Regions from separate parts of the Sus scrofa genome. Here region 2 is linked to region 1. A link is a contact called in public promoter capture Hi-C data. All regions are on one chromosome and are shown on one strand. The core of a region is the stretch at or near the end of the contact, and the rest is flanking DNA. Distances in the headings are between cores, read along the strand shown.

Region 1 (5,178 bases), core at 1,326-3,825:
CTAGTATCCATGAGGATGCAGGTTCAATCCCTGGCTCACTGAGTGGGTTAAGGATCTGGCGTTGCTGTGGCTGTGTCATAGGCCAGCAGCTACAGCTCCAATTTGACCCCTAGCCTGGGAACTTCCATATGCTGTGTGTGTGGCCCTAAAAACAAAACAAAACAAAAAAACCCCACAAATCTGTTAATTCCCTTCTCCAATACATATACACACAGAGCTTGGTGTATAAACAAGGGAGGGGAAGGTCACATTGTGGTTCAGCGGGTTAAGAACCTGACATAGAGTCCGTGAGGATGGGGTTTGATCTCTGGCCTTGCTCAGTGGGTTAAGGATCCCTGGCCTGCTGTGAGCTGCAGCAAAGATTGCAGATGCAGCCTGGATCTGGCATGGCTGTGGCTGTGGTGTAGGCCAGCAGCTCTGATTCAGCCCCTAGCCTGGGAACCTCCATAGGTTGCAAGTGTAGCCCTAAACAAACAGACAAACAAAGAACAAGGGAGGGGCCTCAGGGAGGGCTTTTGGGGGAAAAGGCGTGACAGGAGATACAGCTTCCCCTCCCAGTGGTCTAGGCCCGGGGGGCTGGCTCGGATAATGCTGGATAATGCTCCGGAAAGGACCCTGGAGACTGCTCTTAACTCCATCACAAAGTTGCTGCGTGGCCTTGAAAATGAGGCCGCTTTCGGCCTCCTTTTGGAAAGTGAGGGGGTCTGGCGGCACAGTCTCTGCCATCCCGGATGAGGGTTCCCTCTCCTGATGCTGTCACGTCCCCTCTGCCACCTCGCATACAGTCCCTGAGCCATACAGTTTCCCTCTTCCACAGCTCCTCACACCAAGCCCAGCACCAAGTAGTGCTTGGTACCAATGTGCTCCGTGAGCGAACGGCAAAAAGAGCCGCCATTTCTGGAGCACCTGCTATGTGCCAAACCCTGTGCCAAGGACACCTATGAACATTGTGTGTAATTCCGACCACACCTCAAGGGAGGGCATTTCCTAATCTTTGAGGCAGGAAATCAAGTTGATCGTATCTCCTGCCCATTATTGGGAGGTCCCTCGGGGCTCAGAGGGTTAAGGACCCGGTGTTGTCACTGCTGTGGCTGTGGTTACTGCTGTGGTGTGGGTTTGATCCCTGGCCTGGGAACTTCCTCAAGCCCCCTAAAATTTTAAAAGCTCACTATTGTCATTGGTCCATGTGACATCCTTTTCTGGCTTTGCTTTGCCCCTCGTTACTAATCTCCACTCATGGGCCGCCATTCTGCTGTGCTGATATAGGTCTATAAATATGCATGGATCCTGGTATAGTCTCCTGTTTCGTGTGTGCTTCTGTTTTCATTCATGTCCCTGGTATTGTGTTACATGTTCTGCCCTTTATGTTGTCACCCAGCTCTGTCTTTTATTTTTGTTGTTGTTGTTGTTTGGTTGGTTGGTTTGGTTTTTTAGGGCCACCCCTGTAGCATAGGGAAATTCCCAGGCTAGGGGTCCCATCGGAGCTGGAGCTGCCAGCCTGCACCACAGCCACAGCCACACAGGTTCTGAGCCACGCGTGTGACCTACGCCGATGCTCCCCGCAACGCTGGATCCTTAACCCACCGAGCAAGGCCAGGGATCGAACCCGCATCCTCGTGGATACTAGTTGGGTTCGTAACCCGCTGAGCCACAAGGGGAACGCCACCCAGCTCTGTTTTGAAGGGTCACCCTCTTGCTGTGGGTGTGTTTAGACCATTGCTTGTGTCCGCTCTCCGAATCTTAGAGCTGTCCTGGCCACAGCTTACGCACCCTTCCCTCTGGTGGTGAAAACCTTCACGCCCCCTCCTGTCAGCTACCACAGACACCAGCAAGATGCATGTTCTCCACCATGTCCCCTGAGGGGTACACCTGCCAGAGAATGTCTCTGGGCTAGCATCCAAGAGCAGGATTGCTGGGTCAAAGGGCACAGGCAAAGTGGAGATGCCAGTCCCGGGTTCAGAGCTGAAAAAACAACACTCAGCTCACACAAACAGAAATGGGGGATCTAAGATTCATTTCCAGGATTTCTGTCGCCAGATCCTGGGCTCGTTCCAAGGGGCCTCTATAAATAACCAGACCTGGTCCAATCAGCTCAACAAGTCGTTTCCCTGTTGTGTGGTTCGCAATAATAAACTCAGATAAACCGACTGGGTTGTCTAGACGTCTTGGCATTTGCGAGCGAGGGTGTCCTCCCCACGCTGGGTGCAAGGCTCTGAGACGGCGGCTTGAGGAACTCTGGCTTCTTTGAATGACTAACAATCCCTTGCCTGTTACAGCAAAAAGCAGTTAAAAGCACGTCCCACGTGTATCGTCTTACTTCTCATGACAACCCCGAGGTAGAACAATCAGCGTTTCCATTTTATGGCAAAGGCAACTGAGGTTCCCCGTCCAGTGGCTGTAAAGTGACCGGACTGAGAACCAGGCCCAGGCCTCTGAGCCCAAGGGGGGTCGTTTTCACCTCCCCAGAGCTGGTGGCCTAGGAAAACCAGCCGGCCTCCCACAGCCAGCCATTCGGATGAGATCATAAGAGCTCAAGACTTTGCAAATCCCTGTCTGCAAATATTTGGCCTTCAGCAGGGCCAGCTCCAGCCAGGAGAGACCTCAGCTTCCACCCCCAAGGGAGAGGGACATGGTGTCGGGGAGAGCTTCCCAGATGGGCCTTTCCCAAGTGCAGTGTTCCCTGCTGTGTCATCTGGTGGCAGCAAGGTGCTGGGACCTGTACCAACGGGACCATCTATCTGGCTTCCCTCTCCCACTTGCTGCTCAGACAGTAAGAATGGCCAGTGGTGGTGAAAGAGAAACAAAGGCTCTCTGCTTTTGAAGTCTCCCCTGACAAATACCTCTAGCTTATTTTATTCCATTCTATTCAGCTCATAAAGCTGTGCAACTTTGAAAAATGTCACTTCATTTGACACTGACGATCGACTCTGTGCCGGGCGGGGTGCTCGGCGCTGGAGTTTTAAAAGATGAAGCTCATGAGCCCTGGGATGCTGAGCAAGGGACTTAACCCCTCTGAGCCCATGGAGATCCCACGGAACCTGCCACACAGGGTGGTCACAGGGCAAGCACACGCTCAGCGCAGAGTAAACACTCGGCCAGTGGTAGGGTATTTGGAGGGATTACTCCATGGGATAAGTGAGGACCCTGTTAAATCTGAAATGGTAGAGACCCTGGAGAGGGAACAGTGGAGGCTACAGTAACTCTGCTGGGTCCAGAGATGATATTTAGCTGGGCTGACATGATACTGAGCTTGGGTTCAGTTCACTGGAGAGGAGGTACAAGGCAGCCAAGAGAAGAGCATATGTGAAAATATGATGTTCCAGCCCTCTGCAAAGTGCCTTTTTCACATGTGTATTTTCTTTCTGTAGTCTGTAAGGATCCTCCTTGGGGCACTGCCAACCCATGGTCACCTTTATCTGTCCCCAAGCCTATCTTCCCCCTAGACCCTGAGCTCCTGAGGCCTGGCATTGTGTAGTCACTCTTAGCACAGGATCAAATACAAGGTCAATCCTTGTTAGAGATTGTTAGATGAATGAAAAACACAGAGGCATAATAAAACATGGACTAGGAGTTCCCGCTGTAGTGCAACAGGATGGCTGTGTCTTGGAAGCACCAGGACACAGGTTTGATCCTGGCCCGGCACAGTGGATTAAAGATCCAGCATTGCTGCAACTGCAGCTTAAGGTCACAGCTGCTGCTCAGATCTGTCTGATCCCTGGCCCAGGAACTCCATATGCCATGGGGTTTCCAAAAAAGGGGAAAAAAATCATAGTCTATACTAGTAGTGAAAAGAGTTCTGCACATCTGGCTTGTGGAGCCAGTGCTGGGAATGGCAAGAGTCAAAGCTGGGAGTTAGCAAAAGTTAGGTGGTTGAGGTCCCTGTGTGATGGGCTGGGGATTTCTCTGGATGGCTCAGACTAAGGTGGTAGCAGTCAGAGAGATAAAATTCAGAAAGTGGAAAGAATCAGTCACAAGATGGATTAATGAGGTGGGGATGAGTGGAAGAAGTCAGGGATGATACTCTGATGCAACGTGAACTAACTTCCTGCTCTTGGATAATTTACCAAGAAGTAAATTATCTTCTTCTGCCAAGAAGTCACAAATAATCGATCAAACAGAGCCCCTGACATTGGCTCTGTGGTTGATCGGCTCCCATCTGGACTCCCTGGCATGGAAAGTACTTGAATTAGTGTTCTCCAGAGTAACAAGACCAATAGTGTGTGGACTGAGATAGAGATGGAGATGATAGAGATGGAGATAGATGGAGATGGAGTTAAAAATGATACAGATGGAGACGGAGACAGAATAGAGGTGACAGAAATAGATATGGAAATGGAGGCAGAGATAGAAGGATAGAGATAGAGGCATATTTTAAAGAATTGACAATTGAATCACATATTGCTTTGAGGGGCAAGCTCAAAATCTGCAAGGTAACCCATCAGGCTGGAGACCCAGGCAAGCATTATAGATCAAGTCCAAAGATCATCTGCTGACAGAATTCCTTTTTGCTCAGGGAAGGTCAGTCTTTGTTCTAGTCAGGCCTTCAACTTATTCGATGAAGCTCACTCACATTATAGAGAGCAGTCGGCTTTACTTGAAGTTCACCAAACTTAAATATTAATCTCATCCAAAAACACCCACACAGAAACGTTCAGAATAATGTTTGACCAAGTATTTAGGCACATGGACCAGTCAAATTGATGCATTAAATTAACCATCCTGGTAATTTAAGAATTCAGTCACATTCTGGTCATGGGGAAGTCCACCCACAGCACACCTTCTCTCTCTCTCTCTCTCTCTCTCTCTCTCTCTCTCCCTAATATCTTCACACTCCAGTGGGGTCACTTTGGGGAGAATTTCAGAGGACCATCTTCAGCCCTGTTTAGCTCACATAAACCATGCCCCCCCATTGCTCTCTTTTCACCTCAGTGGCCAGACGTAACTGAGAGGAAGCCATTCTGTATTCAAGTTCATGGATCCTTTCGTCTGCCTGCTCAAATATGCTTTTGACTCCTTCTAGTGAATTTTTCATTTCTGTTACTGTACTTTACAGCCCCAGAATTTCTTTTTTATTTCTTTTTAGGTTTTTTCTCTCTCTCTTTATTGATATTTCCATTTCATACATCAATTTCTTGACTTCTCCCCATCTCACTTTTGTTCTTTGAGGATCTTTAAGAT
Region 2 (5,193 bases), core at 1,390-3,889, 240 kb after region 1:
ACACCAGAGCCACAGCAATGCCAGATCTGAGCCACATCTGTGACCTACACCACAGCTCACGGCAACACCAGATCCTTAACCCACTGAGCAAGCCAGGATCGAACCTGCAACTCATGGTTCCTTGTCAGATTCGTTAACCACTGAGCCACGATGGGAACTCCTTCTTTCATTTTTTTATGGTTTCCTTTATGGAGGTACCTCAGAAAACTAAATAGAACTACCAGAATTGCCGTGAGCTGTGGTGCAGGTCTCAGACATGGCTCGGATCTGGCATTGCTATGGCTGTGGCATAGGCCGGCAGCAACAGCTCTGATTAGACCCCTAGCCTGGGAACCTCCATATGCAGCGGTGTGGCCTAAAGGACAAAAGACAAAAAAAAAAAAAAAAAAAAAAAAAAAAAAACGGCCACATGATCCAGCAATCCCACTCCTGGGTATATCCAAACAAAATTTCATTGAGAAAGATACATGCGCCCCTATATTCACTGCAACACTATTCAAAAAGTCAAGACATGAAACAACCCAGAATGCCACTAACAGATGAATGATTAAGAAGACGTGTACATATATACAACAAAATACTATTCACCATAAAAAGGACAAAATAATGCCATTTGCAGCAACATGAATAGAATAGAGATTCTCATACTAATGAAGTAAGCCAGAAAGAGAAAGACAAATACCAATGATATCACCTATATGTGGAGTCAAAATATGACGCAAATGATCTATCTACAAAACAGAAACCTATCATGGACCATGGGGGCAGAATTATGTGCCAGGGAAGAGGGAGAGACAGGATAGATGGGAGTTGGGTAGCAGATGCTGACTGCTACATTGAATGAGGTGAGGTCCTGTACAGCACGGAATTGTGCCCAGTCTCTTGGGCTAGAACATAATCGAAAATGAAAAAAAAAAAGGCACTGTCCCAATGTGTGCATATGCAGTTGGTCACTTACTATACAGCAGAAATTGAAGGAACATTGCAAATCAACTATAATTCAAAAAAAATTTAATTACGTCTTTAAGGATGAGTAGAAGTTAGGCAAATGAAAGAAAGGAAATTTTAGAGCAAAAGCCTAGAAGTGAGAGAATTTGGCACTTTATATGCAAATAATTTATCCTACAGAGTGAAACGCATAATGGGAAATGGCAAGTGATAAGGACAGAAAAGTTACTTGGGACCAAACAATGATAACTACAACACTTACTGGGCACTTACTCTCTTACTCACTGTACTAAGACTCAATATATACTGTTAACCCACAACAACCCTAATAATACTATTATTATACAATTTAAGATAAGAAACTAAGGCACAGAGAATTAAATCACTTGCCAAAGAAACACAGCTCATTGAGAGGAATTTCAACTACAGGCAATCTGGCTACAGAACCAACTCACAAGTGACCTTTACATGTTTCCTGGGCTTTATCCTGAAGACACTGAATCTTTTTTTCTTTTGTGGCTGCCCTGCGACATATGGAGTGTCCAGCCAGGATCAGATCCTAGTTGCAACGCAGCCTATGCCACACTGTGCAATGCCAAAGCTCAACACACTGCGCTAGGTGGGGGGGGGACCTTTGTCCCTGCGCTCCAGAGATGACACACATACTGTTGCGCCACAGCAGGGAACGCCAACAACGGATTTTTAAAAAGAAACTGAAATAAACAAAGAGATACAACTACAATACCAAATGCCGGCAAGGATATGGAGCAGCAGGAACTCTCATTCGTTGGTGATGGGAAGCCAAATGGTACAGACACGTGGGAGACAGTTTTGACAGTGTCTTACCAAAATCCCCTCTTAACGTATTATCCAGCAAACTGTTCTCCTTAGATTTAATGAGTTAAAAACTTAAGTCATAGAGAACAAACTTATGGTTGCCAAGGGCTGGGAGTGTGGGATTAGCAAATGCACACCACTATATATATCGGATGGATAAACAAGGTCCTACTGTATAGCACAGGGAGCTATAGTCCATATCCGATGATAAATCATAATGGAAAAGAACATGGAAAAGAATACATATATATATACGTGTGTCACTTTGCTGTACAGCAGAAATAACACAACATTGTAAAGCAAGCATACTTCAACAAAAAAAAAATTTTTTAAACTTATTCACACAAAAACCTGCCCACAGATGTTTACAGCAGCTTTATTATAACTGGCAAATCTGGAAGCAACCAAGATGTCTTTACCAGGTGAAAGGATAAATAAACAGAGGTACAACCAGATAACAGAAGGTTATCAGCACTAAAAAGATATGAGCTATCAAACCATGGAAAGACATGGAGGAATTTAAATGTATATTACTAAGTAAGAAGCCAATCTGAAAAGACTATGTATACTGTATGATTCCAACTATAAGACATTCTAGAAAAGGCAAAACTCTGGAGACAGTAAAAAAGATCAATAGTTGTCAGGGATAAAGGGAGGAGGATGAAGAGGCAGAGCACAGAGGACTTTCAGGGCAGTGAAACTACTCTTTAAGATGCGGAATACAGGTCATCATATATTTGCCCAATCAGAGAATAAAAACACCAAGAGTGAGCACTAATAGAAACTTTGGCTTTGAGTAATACTGATGTGTCAATACGGGTTCATCGATTTAACAACTGTGCCACTCCGATGCTGATTATTGACAGCGGGCAAGGCTGTACACATGTGGGGGCAGGGAGCATGTAGGAACTCTGTACTTTCTGTACTTTCTGCTCAATTTTGCAACCTGAAACCGCTTTGAAAAATAGAGCCCTATTTTTAAAAGACAAAGACGGGGTTGAGAAGGCTTACACATTAGATCGTTCTAAATGCACTGTTGAGACTGAATGAAGGAGGTCCCATTTTGTCCAGTGGAAACAAGTCTGACTAGGAACCATGAGGTTGCGGGTTCGATCCCTGGCCTTACTCAGTGGGTTAAGGATCTGGCGTTGCCGTGAGCTGTGGTGTAAGCCGCAGACACGGCTGGGATCTGGTGTTGCTGTGGCTGTGGCCTAGGCTGGTGGCTACAGCCCGACTCAACCCCTAGCCTGGGAACCTCCATATGCTGTGGGTTCGGCCCTAAAAAGGCAAAGAGACAAAAAAGAGAAATTAAGGCCGAATCTCACAAACTTAACATGAACAAAAGAGCCGAAACTATTCTGTGCTATTAAAGGTCAGAAGCCAGGATAATGGTAACCCTTTGCAGCAAGAGTCAGTGGCTGCACAAGGGAAGAAGGGAATTTCTGAGGGTGGTAACATTCCATTTGTATTTGTTTCTTAGTTTTCATTTTTTTAATCAAAGAAATGCAAAAAATAAAATAAAAAATACCTACCACAAAGTTATAAAAAAATAGCAATCTTGAGCACAAATGAACCTATCTACAAAACAGAAACAGACTCACCAACACAGAGAAGACTTGTGGTTACCAGGGAGGAGAGGGGAGGCAATGGGATAGATGGGGAGTTTCGGGTTAGTAGAGGCAAACTATCGTATTTCGAATGGATAAACGACAAGGTCCCACTGTGTAGTACAGGGACTATATCCAATCTCCTGGGACAGACCATGATGGAAAATAATATTTGAAAAAGAATGTGTGTGTGTGTGTGTGTGTGTGTGTGGCTGAGTCACTTTGCTGAAGTTGGCACATTTTAATCAACTATACTTTAAAAAAAGTTATCTTGTTCCATTACCCTTCATCCACTAGCCTTACTTGCTCCCAAGACATGCATTTTCAATTCTTTTAGGTTTCTTTCTTTCTTTTTTTTTTTTTTTTTTTTTTTTTTTTTTTTTTTAGTCTTTTTAGGGCCACACCCAGGGCATATGGAGACTCCCAGGCTAGAGTCCAATCGGAGCTGTAGCTACCAGCCTATGCCACAACCACAGCAATGAGGGATCTGAGCCGATCTGTGACTACACCAAGCTACGGCAACGAGGATCTTAACCCACTGGCAAGACCAGGATGAACCTGCTCTCTGGATCTAGTCGGGTTGTTATGCTGAGCCAGGACGGGCTCCATTCTTTTAGATATTTTTTATAAATGTCATGTTCCTAAATAGTCTTATGCTATTATTTATTTTTTAAAATCAATTTAGCACAACTATAAATGTAATAATTCATTGAGTAATAAAAAATAAAATAAAAAATAAAATCAATTAAGAAATAATATCACAGTCTCCAATGGGGGCCAATGAGAAGCAGGTCTCTTGGGCACCGCACAGAGACTTCTACAGTTCCCTCATCCTCCTCACGTGGTGAATCAGTTTTTTATTAATTAGACTCAGTGCTCTCCTTATTAGTTTCTTTCTGTGGGCCACTACGATTTATCACACAATTTCATTTTGCTTTGTTTTTCCTGGAGTTAACTGCCCCATTTTTAAAGTTTTAACCTTTTTATCATAAATAACAGAGATATAGGAAACCACAACACACACACACACACCCCTATGAATTATTTTAAAGTAAACCTCTTGGAACCATTGACAAAGATTCTCTCCTTCACCAAATTCTAGCCAGGATCCTCTAAGCCTTCTTTCTACTCAGTCTCAGCCTGGGCCTATAAAGACCTGGGGGACCCTGGCCCAGTTAAAGTGGCCCGTCTTAGAAAACTCAAAGCCTAGCAAGAGAATTTCTTGCTTCTTTCGTCCAACACCTGAAGATAGAGCTGGTGTCCCAGCTTGGGAAAAATGCCAATCAGCAAATCCAGATGGGTTTCACGTGAACTAACCTCCCCCCTTCCCACTTTATGTAAGTTTTCACTGCCCTGACCCTCCATCTGGCCCTCTGCATCCATGGGTTCTGTGTCTGTAAATACAGAGGGTCGATGAAAAGGGCTGAGCATCCATGGATTTGGTATCTGAGAGAGATCCTGGATCAATCCCCCCAGTGACACCAAGGGACTACTGCACTGAGCCCTACTCACCACCCTCCTGATTCCCTTATTTTCCCTTTAAAATACCCAGTCACTCTGTATAAAGTTAGCTCAGTTCCCTCTGCCCTCCTCTTGCCCTTTCGCAATACCATACGACTGATTAAATCTCTCCTGACATTTACCTAATGTCCACGATCCTCCCCCTCCCCAGGTATATGACGTCCTTGGCCAGGGATCAAAGCCACGCTCAGCAGCCACCCGATGATTCGGGTGACAACACCAAACCTTTAACCGCTGTCCAGCTCTGTCTTTGACACCTACCTCCTAGACTAAAAAATTA

The links. Promoter capture Hi-C pulls out the DNA fragments that hold promoters and counts their contacts.
Region 2: a contact with region 1 is called in a promoter capture Hi-C map of liver, with 3 times the contacts expected there. The contact joins two enhancer-like sites. A contact is called at or near these places in 1 of 5 promoter capture datasets (liver) and 2 of 47 Hi-C or Micro-C datasets (embryonic fibroblasts and liver).

What each region holds. Positions count from the first base shown.
Region 1 is chr6:159,067,811-159,072,988 of Sscrofa11.1, forward strand. No RefSeq gene overlaps it. Among named protein-coding and RNA genes, the nearest start is that of CPT2, 9.1 kb to the left of the region's middle. Within about 2 kb of position 2,576, at least 12 of the 83 cell types and tissues checked have an H3K27ac peak or open chromatin away from gene starts, as enhancers often do. A contact at or near this core is called in liver, where this site is marked.
Region 2 is chr6:159,305,147-159,310,339 of Sscrofa11.1, forward strand. The region is part of intron 1 of SCP2 (sterol carrier protein 2); the gene reads right to left. Among named protein-coding and RNA genes, the nearest start is that of SCP2, 7.2 kb to the right of the region's middle. Within about 2 kb of position 2,640, at least 2 of the 83 cell types and tissues checked have an H3K27ac peak or open chromatin away from gene starts, as enhancers often do. A contact at or near this core is called in liver, where this site is marked.